2 separate regions of the Drosophila melanogaster genome follow, and region 2 is linked to region 1. A link is a contact called in public targeted proximity ligation data. All regions are on one chromosome and are shown on one strand. The core of a region is the stretch at or near the end of the contact, and the rest is flanking DNA. Distances in the headings are between cores, read along the strand shown.

Evidence for each region.
Region 2: a targeted proximity ligation map of the Kc167 cell line shows a contact between it and region 1, with 3 times the contacts expected there. A contact is called at or near these places in 23 of 107 Hi-C or Micro-C datasets (the Clone 8 cell line, the D17-c3 cell line, the Kc167 cell line and 9 more) and 2 of 7 datasets of targeted methods (both in the Kc167 cell line).

What each region holds. Positions count from the first base shown.
Region 1 is chr3R:23,527,451-23,533,382 of dm6, reverse strand. It overlaps CG10175, which reads left to right and starts at 2,397. Exons shown (of 8, transcript NM_001300557.1): 1 at 2,397-2,441; 2 at 4,537-4,707. The coding sequence starts at 4,555. It overlaps Ugt303B3 (UDP-glycosyltransferase family 303 member B3), which reads left to right. Exons shown (of 2, transcript NM_142895.3): 2 at 1-438. The coding sequence ends at 338.
Region 2 is chr3R:23,602,213-23,608,144 of dm6, reverse strand. It overlaps CG10184, which reads left to right and starts at 2,650. Exons shown (of 6, transcript NM_142904.4): 1 at 2,650-2,732; 2 at 3,118-3,331; 3 at 4,243-4,317; 4 at 4,383-4,791; 5 at 5,032-5,168; 6 at 5,227-5,638. The coding sequence starts at 3,121. The coding sequence ends at 5,546. It overlaps CG31145, which reads left to right. Exons shown (of 17, transcript NM_001369999.1): 16 at 480-620; 17 at 1,096-2,394. The coding sequence ends at 1,300.

The DNA of each region.
Region 1 (5,932 bases), core at 1,148-3,647:
TGGAGAACCCAAGATATGCTCTGAAAGCCAAGAAAATGTCGCAATCCTTCAGGGATCGACCCATGAGTCCTTTGGACACAGCAGTTTGGTGGACGGAATACGCCCTGCGGAATAAGGACGCCTCACATATGCGCCTTAACACGGAGGATGTTCCTCTTTACTACGAATGGGATTGGGGGCTCCTTTTAGGTCTCCGCTTTGGTATTGTCTTTGGGTCTGTGATCTACTTGGTCTACAAGTTATTTCAAAAAACTAGTGCGAGGCGAAGGCCATTTCAAGTGACAGGAACTGTTTCTCAACATCCTAGCTTGCTTGATCGAAGATCGCAAACACAATAAGTTATGTTTATTGTGTTAACACGTATTATTTTTATTATTTTACAGTTACTGCTGCAATAGCTCTGTTAACTAGCTACCTGTTAATATATAAGTCGATCTCAAAAGTGTGCTTGCAAAATTACTAGTTAACATCGACTTGTAGCATAAGTTCAGTTGGCATGTACAAATGGTGTGCGCTAATTTGAATTATATCCAACATGTCGTTAACCGATTTTCTCTTCTTTTTTTAATTACAGTTGTTTTACAATTTTAAAGTTATTACTTTAAAAATGTTTTTTATCTTATTGAAAAAATTTAATGAATTGAAACCGCTACCTTAGTATTAATTATACTTAATTAAATTCCTATTCTAAAAAACATATGTTTCCCATCTTAACTGGTTTCTTGAGATTCTACACCTGTAATGACGTATTTTGAGACGAACTTATTGACGTCAGTAGTAAAAAAAAACCTGTAGTTGTCCTTGATATTGAGCATCCTCAGAGAATCCACCGCAGGTTCCGCCTTTCACCAGCATCGCTAACTGTAAATCTTCCCATCCTATAGGCCAGACTTCCCGATCTGGCTTCAACAGTAGTAAACTCTACTCAAGATATTTCTGCTGTAATTTTCGTAAGTCATGGTAACTGAGGCATTGCCAAATATTTGGGCCAAACAATAACGACAAATGGTGGCATAGTTTAAGGCCAGAACAACAGACATTCAAACCGCTGACAGAATGCACAAAATATGAATTCATGAACAGAATCGTATATTATTGTGGTTGTATTCAGTGTGTTTTTAATTTTCCATTTCGGGGTTTATTTGCACAGTGCGGCGGCATTCTTTTGTTTACGATCTGCGCTTGGCTAAATATTAAACCTGGCTGCAAAGCATCGGAGTGAGAACAAACGGCAACGAGGTCACCAACCAACCTCCTCCGAGAACGATTAATCAGTGGAAGATTCCCCCGTTTAATTGTTCCGCTAATATAGCAACTGAATGCCTTGACGATCGAGTTGGGCAATCGCTTAGTTAATTACACGGGCTTCGTGAAAAGTTCATTTCCATCCGGCGTTTGCCATTAATTGTTAACGTTAACTTTAGTCGCCTTTACAGTTGTCATTCCATTGCCATTGGCCAGCTTATTTTCCACACCGAGATCGCACTGCCTTGGCTTATTGTGCCACAGATTATTAGTTGCATCCTTGATCTCAAACGGTAAACGAGACTGGCCATCTCTAACCCCAGTGTCAACTGCTTTTCCGCGGTGGCAATAAACGAGTCCAATTTCACGTGCCCGCTGTTGTGGCTACAAACTGAAGTTAGCCGCATTTTAGATATCTGCCTCTGCACAATGCCAAAAAAGGGGGACGGGCTGACACTAGAATAAGCTTACTATGGGCAGGCCACCAATTGCCAAAATTGAATTTGATATATAATTTTGCATAATTATGCGTGAGCCGGCGTGACAGCGGACCCGAAATGAGTACGGCCATAATTTAAGACCGCAGAAGCACAGCTATTCAAACAAACTGTTAATCTGGTGTCCATCGTCTGAAATTTTATATGTATATGCTGCTAGCCGAGGGAATACCCTTTCAGTCATTAGTTTTATAAGAGGTCTTAACTATTAATTAGTTTCTAGAAAGCAATTAATCATTTAGGGAATAGTGTTTTAAAGTAACAAAGGTGTTTTGTTGCTCATTGCAGTTATTATTGTAAATTAGCAGAGTCTTGAACAAATAAACAAATAAAATAACAAATAAAATTTACAAAAATCACTGATAAGCTGTGTGAGTTGAGTTATATATAGTTAAATTCATTTAACTTTTCACATTCTAGGAAAAGCGTTACAGTCCCCAGAAAGTACTTTAGTTTGCTAAATGCGGTCTTACGACTACGGTGATTCCAGAATTTGAACACTTAAAGTTACATTACCAACTACGAATTCAGCTCATGTCGTATAACCATTTTTACCGATCATCCAGACTGCTCGGCATGTTTTGCATGCCGCAGCTGGTTAAGGTATAAGCCGCAGCAATTTGACGCTTAAGCGCACCGCTGCACAGTCGCAGCTTCAGTTTGTCGGCGACAGTCGAACGTGGAGCACGAAACATTCCGGTACGCGAAGAGTACGATATTGAAGCCGAAATCGAATGAAGTCGAAACGAATCGAATCGAATTGAGTTGACCAGAGCGCAATCGATGTGGCGGGCCAAAGACTCGGGCCACAAACTTGAACTTGCCCAACACACGAAGCCAATTACATGGTGCATAAAAAGTGTTTTAGTGCTCAAAAATGATGGTCAGAGTAATTCCGAGAAATAATCAAATCTAATGCTGATTGACACCTATTAGGTTGACACATTTACCCCACAAATCTGTTGCAAATAGCGTACTGCAGTTGCCGTCTTGTTGAGTCATTGAGCAGGGTTCAAGAAAAATATGTGTGTCAAATATTTGTCTGTTTGCTGGTGAAATATTTGCGAGCCAGCTTTTGTTAATGAAACTCCAGACCCGAGTAGATGTGTCAGCATAAGCAGATGCCATTCGAACGGGCATGGGCCTGGCGAATTTGAAAATAGTTTTAAATTAGTTCCGTTTTTGCTGCTTGGCCCCGGCTACCATTTTATATAATGGGTCAAGCGAAATTTACTGTTAAGCGGCGCACGCCAAAAGCCACTGGGCCATCATCTTTTTGGCCAAACTCTCGCTTTCTCACACCTCTCTCTTTCTCCTCTCTATCTCTCTCGCTTTTGGCTCGCTTTATCTCTTCATTTCTTTCAGTCATTGGCTTGGCTTAATTTTTTCGTGTTATTTTCTCAGTCAATATTTACCTTTTTTGTTTTGCTCGTCGCTTACGTAAGGCGTCGCAAGCCCGTCTGGCCGGCTCCAGGCCAAGTCTGCATCACCACCGCCACCTCCATCTGGGCCTGAATCCCGATCCCACTTGCATTTGCAGCTCCCGATCAGCTGCTGTCACTGCGATTTTCCGACCCGTTTAGCTGGCAATTTGTGTTGGCCCTCTCTGACTCTCTCTTACTTCGGCTGCCAGCTCTTCAATTGGCCTGGTCATTACAAAATAGCCACATTCTGCTATTGGAACAGTTGGCTTTAGCTCAATCGTTGCCTATTGCAGCATTGCGCAAATTCCAAGTCCAATTTGCATATGTTTCTTGTAATCATAAGGCATAGTTTTAATAAGCTGGATTTATGGCCTAGAGAAAAGCGCACAGCTGATCGACAACCCCCTCTCTTTTGGCTACTCTGCATCTCCAGCTGGTCGGACAACTTTCAAGGAAAGTGCAAGTGTTGCCATGGCATTGTGGCAACTTCAAATGGCTTAGTGAGTCAAGGGGGTTGGAGAGGGGAGAGCGGCAATGTCGTGTCTTTTGTAAAAGGAGGAAGTGGCTCTGGGTTACTGGTTTGCTGGGGGCGTGTTTATTGGCAATATCGGTATATACATATATGTGTTATGGCCCAGTTTAACGAAACTGTTAAGGAAGCGGAACTATAATTAACACCCCTACTAGCTAGGCCAAAAGGTTTCCATATCTGGTTGATTAACAGATTTATGGATACCACGAACGAAGTTCGTTAGCTTCTTTGAGACCTTCTCGCCCTGATTTCCGGTCTTGCCATTCAATTAGTCCATTGTCATTGGGTCTGTGTTTTTATGTAAAAAATATTTTAAATAAATTTATATGCGTGTATGCCATAATGTGGAATAAACATATAGCTATATGAATTCCTAATTCATCATACGCCCTGTGAGCATGCAAAATATTTGGTGACCTCTCGTAAGGAAAAAAATAACACGGCAATAAAAACAGCAGCAGCAAAACAAAATTGAATAATGTCTGTATTAGCCCAAGACAAGCACTGCGAACAAATTCGAAAATAATCGCAAGCAATTTAAATTGAGACCACCACTGACTGGCGGTGGAAAAACTGAAAACTGAGCCAAGTTAGTGGCTTTGAGCCAAGTTGAGTGGAGTCAAGCGCAAGAGCGTCTAAAAGCCAAGCAAAGCCGAGCAAGCTGTTGACATTCGCGTCTTTGTCTTGGCCCTGACCAAGAAGTTGGCTCAGAAGCGTTGCGCACTTCGATTCGATATTCGGTTCGGTTCGTTTTCGGCTTGGACATTGACGTTTGGCAAACACATTTGGCCATAACACGGGCCATCGCCTAATGCATTATTCCAATTTGTTTACCCAGACAACAAGCAAACGCACAATGACAACCACTGGACTTCGACCACTGCTGAGCCTTCTGTTCCTTGGATTGGGTGTGATACTCCTCTGTGATGTCAGCTCCTCGATTGCCATAGCTCCGTCCACATTTGGCACGGCAATAGCACGTGCTGGGAAGATATCCAACCAGCTTAAGGTGAGTTCAAGAACCCGTATTCCTAACCACATACATGCATACATAAATAGTTGTGCGATCTGAGAACAACTTGTATAAATTAAGCAGAGACAAAAGAATCTTTACAAAGCGTGCCAGTTCTGGCCATTTCGGCTGACTCGACCAGTTGTGTGACTTTGACATCGTGTCGCAAATTTGTTGCCGCCCCAAAAGTAATTCAACACCCAAGAAGACGTCGCTTTATGGCCAAGTGTTTTAGCCAAATTGTGTGGCTGCCGGTCACTGCATTTACATGTGCCTGTTAATGGAGTTTATTGCTCACCAAACAGCAAATAAGCCTGGCAAATTGCAAATACCTCGCGGTTCTATTGTTTTATGGGGTGAAGTGAAGCGCGTGAAAAATACTTTTTGGCACCTGCTAATTAGGCAGCCAGTGGCCCAAAACAAGTGGTCAGGGGCAGGTGAGGTTGAGCGGGGGCTTCGAATAACAATTGGCCTTCTGAGCAGCCCAACTGAAAACGAATCTCTCCGGCAATGCATTTAATTCATTAGCCATGCAGCGCATGACATTTGGAATGCAGAAACCTGGCAAGCAAATAACTTACTGAACTTTACTGCAGCACAATGCCCTTTTTATAGCAGAAATGTGAGCACTGAAAGATTAACTATAAACATATATATTAAATAAAAATTATTAAGGCCATAGCTGATTAATTAGGCAATTAAACTAGAGATACATTTCCGTTTGCCGGTCGGATAACATTGACTGATAAAAGCCCAACATCAACGACAAGCCGGTCCAACTGAAAAAGAATACACGAACGAACAAAGCTTGAAATGTACATACACTAGGCCATTGCGTGCCTTACATAACCCGGCCATAAAAACAATGATTACAAGCACTAAAAACTAAACAAAACAAACCAAAAAATGTATTTAAAACACCGAACAGCCGACGGACAGACAGTAACAAGTGCAGCTCTAACAAGATGGCAAAATTGAATGCTAAAGTATATTCGATCAGGGGATACCCATTAAAAGAGGATAAGTATAGCTGCCAGCTTTATAAATAAATAAGTGAGCTCCATTTGGGCAAACATTAAATTGTATCAGCATGTTATATAGTAAGTGGTAAAGTTATACCATCAACTAATGAATTCAGTCGTGGCATGCCCAAAATTTTCCCAATTCCTACGGTACTTTTAATGACTGCCATACCGAGGCGAAAAATCGAGGAAAATCGAGG
Region 2 (5,932 bases), core at 1,401-3,900, 75 kb before region 1:
CGCCTAAGCGCCTGCATTTGCCAGGGATATGCCAGCACCTGCATGCCAAGCAGCCGCCAATGCCGATGCCGTGGCCACAGATGCAGATGCAGCAGCTGGAAAGATATTTTCAGACCGCCTGCAAAAGGTTGCAAAACATCTCCAGGTTGTAAGCCGCCACACCAACGCCACACACATCATCGATGCGCCGGGTCTTTGGAGACCAGGTGCCAGGTGACTTGGCTGCGCTGCTGCTGCTAAATTGTTTGTTATGCAAAAGCGTTTGTTGGGCTTACGGCGATGTCATCGCTGGCACCCAGCTAACACCTGGCCATCCTGGTTCATTCCTGACTTTCCATGCCACTCGGCCACCTTGCCACCCACTTCTGCTAGGCAATTATCCCCTCCGCCAATCGCGTCCAGGAAGGGCCTTCGAAGGACCTGCCCTGGCTGATTGCCGAATACACTCTAATTTGGCCCGCCTTTCGTTTGCATTCCAGGGTCTACGGCAACGAGACTTTCCCCCTGCATTTGGACCACGGCCGTGGTTTCGGGCGGCCCTTCCACGACGAGCTCTCCATCCTGGCGCCGGTGCTGCAGTGCTGCCTGATACGCAAGTCGACGCTCGTCAAGCTGCTAGAGTGAGTATATATGTATATATATATATATTGCATGCAACAGCATAGTTCATGCTGCTCGCATTGAATTGCACTACTTAATATGCATAATATTCAATTGAAAACTTTTGGTAGCTTAATTACGCTTTAAGCGGTTGCTTCTAGTAAAACAAGTGCTACTCTTATTTAAAGTAAACTACTTAACAGTACGGCTTAAATAGTTGCGTCTGAAATTTGTACGCTATTTAATACAATTTAGGCCAACAGAAACCAATGTACTTATCCTATCACCAATTATATTTCGGGATTGATTTGCTTTAATTAAATTTAGCCATTGAAAACGATTAAATACCAAGTGCTTCATAAGCTTAATTTATCTGTAATTGCATTTCAATCAATTATGTAATGTTTCCAAAAGTTGAAACACAAAAGTGAGGTGTTAAGCTTATAACGCTGATTAAAAGCAATATTTAAATGAACTATTTTATTTATCTGATAGCTTCCACAATGGTCCCAAGCCGCTGTCCCAGCTGATGAGCGAATCCCTGAGCCAGGATCCCGTCAGTCCGGTGCTCTGGCAGCCGCACCTGGAGGCGCTGGACCGCCGGACCGGCATCATCCTGCAAAGCATACGCGACTGCATAAAGCGCAATCCGCCGGGCGACGTGGACGGATCCGAGACGGACGTCTCCTCGTAGCGATAAGGAGGCGACCGGAGTGAGCCCACACAACATCCTAGAGCATTAGATTAAATCCCCTAGCTGTTAGTCGCGTGTCCTGTGTGTTGAAACTGAAACAAAAAAAAAAAAAAAACAATTAGCGTTAATGTTGGTGGCAATCGGTCTTTGAAAAAGATCAACGTCCTAAGTGAAGGAATCCCTGTCGCTCCATCTGCACATACCAAAAAACGGAAATTAGAAAAGAAACCGAAAAGAAGGCCAAGAGCCGAGGGCGGAAATGAATTCACTCCAAGTTTATACTTTCACCTAGATTGTTTGTCGCGCTGCTGGAAAATGCTTTGATTGGCAATGAAATTTGAGTACCTCCCACCCAATCGCACACGCCCAAATCAAACCGAGCACTATCGTACGCTTACAGTGGGTGCCAAAAGTAAACGAAGACGCAATGTGCAAACAACTTGAATGTGAAAGTATAAACTAAAATATAGGGCAAATCTTGACATTTTGCCAGCGTGCGCCAGAAGGAAACTTGTTCAAAAGACTATAAAACATAAACAACAAGAACTAAAACTGAAAGGATAACTACAAAAAATTGAAACTATTTTCTAAATATTTATTTATAATTTTTGCATACATTTTATGACTTTTACATATACACTTTTGCATACACTTTTCTCGTATGCAATGATGCCCCTACTTCCCACGCCCATTCTCAAGAAAAGTTGTTGCAAGTTTAGTTCGTAAGTTGACCTAACATTATGATCGATATCAGGCGTAGCTTTATCCGATTCAAGGATCGTCTTATTAGTTAGTCCAATCAGTTCCAGCGAGAATCATGTACTTCATCATGTCGGAAGCAAAACAAAACGTGAAACAACTACTGTTAACAAACTAATTCATACTATTATTGAGTACATAGCTAAGTTAAATTTGTTTTTATTATTGTAACGTTTTTCAATTGTACCTTGAGTGGTTGAGATAGAGATCATTGATTGGCCAAGAAAAGAAAAAGTGACAGGTGAATTGAGTGTGAAAACTATGAGAAAAGAACAACAAAAATGTGTTAGACATAGTAAAATTTTAGTGAAAATTTCTGATGTAATTAATAAAAAAGTACCAAAGAAATCTTGTGTGTTTTAATAGAGTGCTATTACAGATCACATTCCGTTCCTGAAATAGAATCTTAGTGTGGGCAGGGCTTAAAGAGCATGGCGTTCGGCTCTTCGAAAATTTGTATAAAAAGAGAAAAAAATATTAAAAGAGAATTTAGATATCTCTTATACTAAAAAAAAGAAGAAGATCGATCGCTGCTCAATTGGGAACAGTATTATCATTGCGGAGGTTGCCTTATAAAGAAGGCCATTTAGCAGCTGTTGGGGTCAGTTTTTCGCTAGCTCTGAACGGAGCACGTTGTGTGATTTTTTTCGCTTAGTTTTTTTATCAATTAGGTTTCCAAGTGAGTTCTGTGATGTTTTTTTGTTTACTTACGTGTTTTTTTTTTTTTTTTGACAAATTGAATTATGTCTATTAAAGTTGAATAAAGGTTGAACGAGTTCAGCCGGGAGATCAAGTGTTAAAAGTAAAATAATGATTATGCAATCGCTCAACACACCATATTCCAATTCCATTCGAATGTCCAGAAGTGATTGTTTTCATTTGGTGTTGGGCCCCCAACCGCCTATCGCCCCATTGCCCATATCAATTATTTAAGGCAGTACAACTGACGTGTCTCAATGTAAATGAATGAGTTCGCGATTCCATGGGGGATTTGCTGCTGGCCATAAAGATGGAAAATCAACATAGCCCACCTTATGCAAATATCCCAGCTAATCAACTTGCAGAAAATGACCACCCATTCCGTTGTTGACCTGCGCTCGGACACCGTCAGCCAGCCGACGGACAAGATGCGGGCCCGGATGGCCACCGCCGTGGTCGGGGATGACGTTTATGGCGAGGATCCCACCGTCAACGAACTGGAGGCGCGAACAGCGGCCATTTTCGGCAAGGAGGCGGGCCTCTTTGTGCCCAGCGGCACCATGGGAAATCTACTGGCAAGTGAGTGGCAACTGCCAGGAGTCGTAAATAAGCCCGGCTCATTTTCCGTCTCTGCTTTAGTGGGTTTCCGTAGTGGGGAATCGCTTATGTTTATTAGTTTAAAGCGAGGCCAGTCTCAGATTACACAAAAGGTGGCTGGTTGCGTGGGCGTGGGCCGAGCGAAAAGGTGAAAGAAACAAGAAAGCAGTGCTCATATCATGCATCAGGTACATTATCGTAAAGGCTAAGGGCAGCCATAAACATAACATTAATTTTTATAGACTTTAATATTAGACGTGGACGTGTGCCACACAGTCGAGGTCGAGCAAGGGAAAAGAAAAACTGAAGGATAAAGGACGAAGTTGCAAGGAGCTACCGCTTTGGGCATCGCAATCTGGAGTAATTTATGCTTTCGCTCAAATTAATATTTCTAATGGAATTTGAAGTTTGCATTTTATTCAAAAGAAAACTGCTGCACTCATACTTGTGATTGTGATAATTTTTCAAGAGGGTTGCTCATTTGGTATGCAGCAATAAAAGAGTGATATTTATATGAGTACTTCCTGGTCTTAATTAAGATATTTCATTTAAGAACTCGAAAATAAGGGAAAAGGCATTTCAGTTTACTATGTTCATTATCAAATCATAATAAACCTTATCTTAGAAAGATTATGCACACTTAAAGCTAGTTAAATATCTATTAAATTACTAGGTATTAAATCTTTACAGGAGTAATGCAAATTTTTAAACGATAAGAATCATTAGCTAAATTTTGTAAAGTAAGAAGTGCTATTGATATCAGTAACAATTAGTAAGGCTGTAGTAGTTGTATTAAAGATGAGTTCAGAGCTAAACCGAAAAGCCTGTGGCTGAATCCTTGATTATCCCGAGCCAAGCGAATACTCCAATGTTTCCCTTGATAATCTCCCCAGTTATGGTTCACTGCCATCGTCGTGGCACGGAGGCCCTGGTCGGCGATTTATCGCACATCTTTCTGTACGAACAAGGTGAGAAGAGCAAACACTCCGCCAGGACTCAACGACTCCAGAGCGTTTTCATTAATCACGTTTAGGTGGCGCCTCGCATTTGGCCGGAGTCCAATTAGCCACTCTGAAGAACGAGCAGGATGGCACCTTTAGTCTGCAGGATCTGCGCCGCAGGATACGCCACGAAGACTGCCACGAGCCCATCACCTCGCTGGTGGTGGTGGAGCAGACCCACAATATCTGCGGTGGCAAAGTGGTGCCTCTGGCCTTCTTGGATGAGCTAGCTGCTCTGGTCCGACAGCCGGGCGTGGGCACTGGGAACGCCCGTATCGCTCTACACATGGACGGAGCGAGGGTCTTTAATGCGGCCACCGCCTTGGGCGTGGGAGTGGAGCGCATCTGCCGCGATTTCGATTCGGTATCTATCTGCCTCAGCAAGGGCTTATCGGCTCCCGTGGGATCCGTGTTAGTCGGCTCCAAGGCCTTCATTTCGGAGTGAGTTTAACCCGGCATGACGGCATGAGTGTCTAATACGCTGCTTGCCGGCTAATATTTGCTTTTCCGGGTTCCGGTGACTCCAATACTTCGATATAATTACGGAAATTGGTGCTTAGCTGCAGTCCATTTTTAGTTATTGGTAACTGTATCTTAGTAATGGAATTATTTGACACTACTTACATATAATATAATTTTATATTTGATGTTAGCCAATAACAAATACCTTTCTGCGTATAGAGCCCATCGACTGCGCAAAGCTTTGGGAGGCGGAATGCGGCAGGTGGGAGTGTTAGCAGCAGCTGGACTGGTAGCTTTGGATGAAGTGGTACCACTTCTGAGCAAAGATCACGAGCGGACCAATAAAATTGCCAACGGTTGGTGTCATGACGTCTAACATAATTGCACACCTATAAATATCTATTTCCTTTTCAGCTATATATGAACTGAAAAGTCCCAACATTACCGTACACGTGTCGTCTGTCCAGAGCAATATCCTTCTGGTAGAGATAACCCAACCCAAACTGACGGCCAGTGAGTTCTCCACCCGGTTGAGCATCGTTGATGCTGGTGAAGTGGAAGCCGGAGTGAAGGACAAAAACGGAGCCGGAATCGTGGTGAAGGCTAGTGCCCGGGATTGGGCATTTGCGAGACTTGTGCTCTACCATCAGGTGGACGATGAGCAAGTGGACCTGGCCATCAGGAAGCTGAAGTACGTCATCGGCCAGTACGACAAGCAATTTCCCAGGACCTAGACATTTGTAATTCTTTTGAATATTACTGGAAAGACAAACACAATTAGATTTTGCATTTTGTCGTTTAATTAAAGACATAGAGGGAGCAAAAGAAGATCTCAAATTTGTATTATTGCCCCTTGAGTGGGTCCGAGCTGCGTTTACATTCACGCATGACCGGGCATCGTTCCGTCGAAGCTGATGGACATCCGGCCGGGCTCCAATCCCACCGCCCATTGGGCTGCTGCTCCGCCGACTCCTGCTCCATTTCCCCAGAAGTTTTCCCTTGTGTGTCTGCATGAGTGCCCGGCTGAATGAAATAATAAAATTATTTTTAAAATATTATTGTCAATCCAGCGATGTGCTCATCGATTTAAAAGCCTGCAGTGCCCAGTGCTCCATCCTCG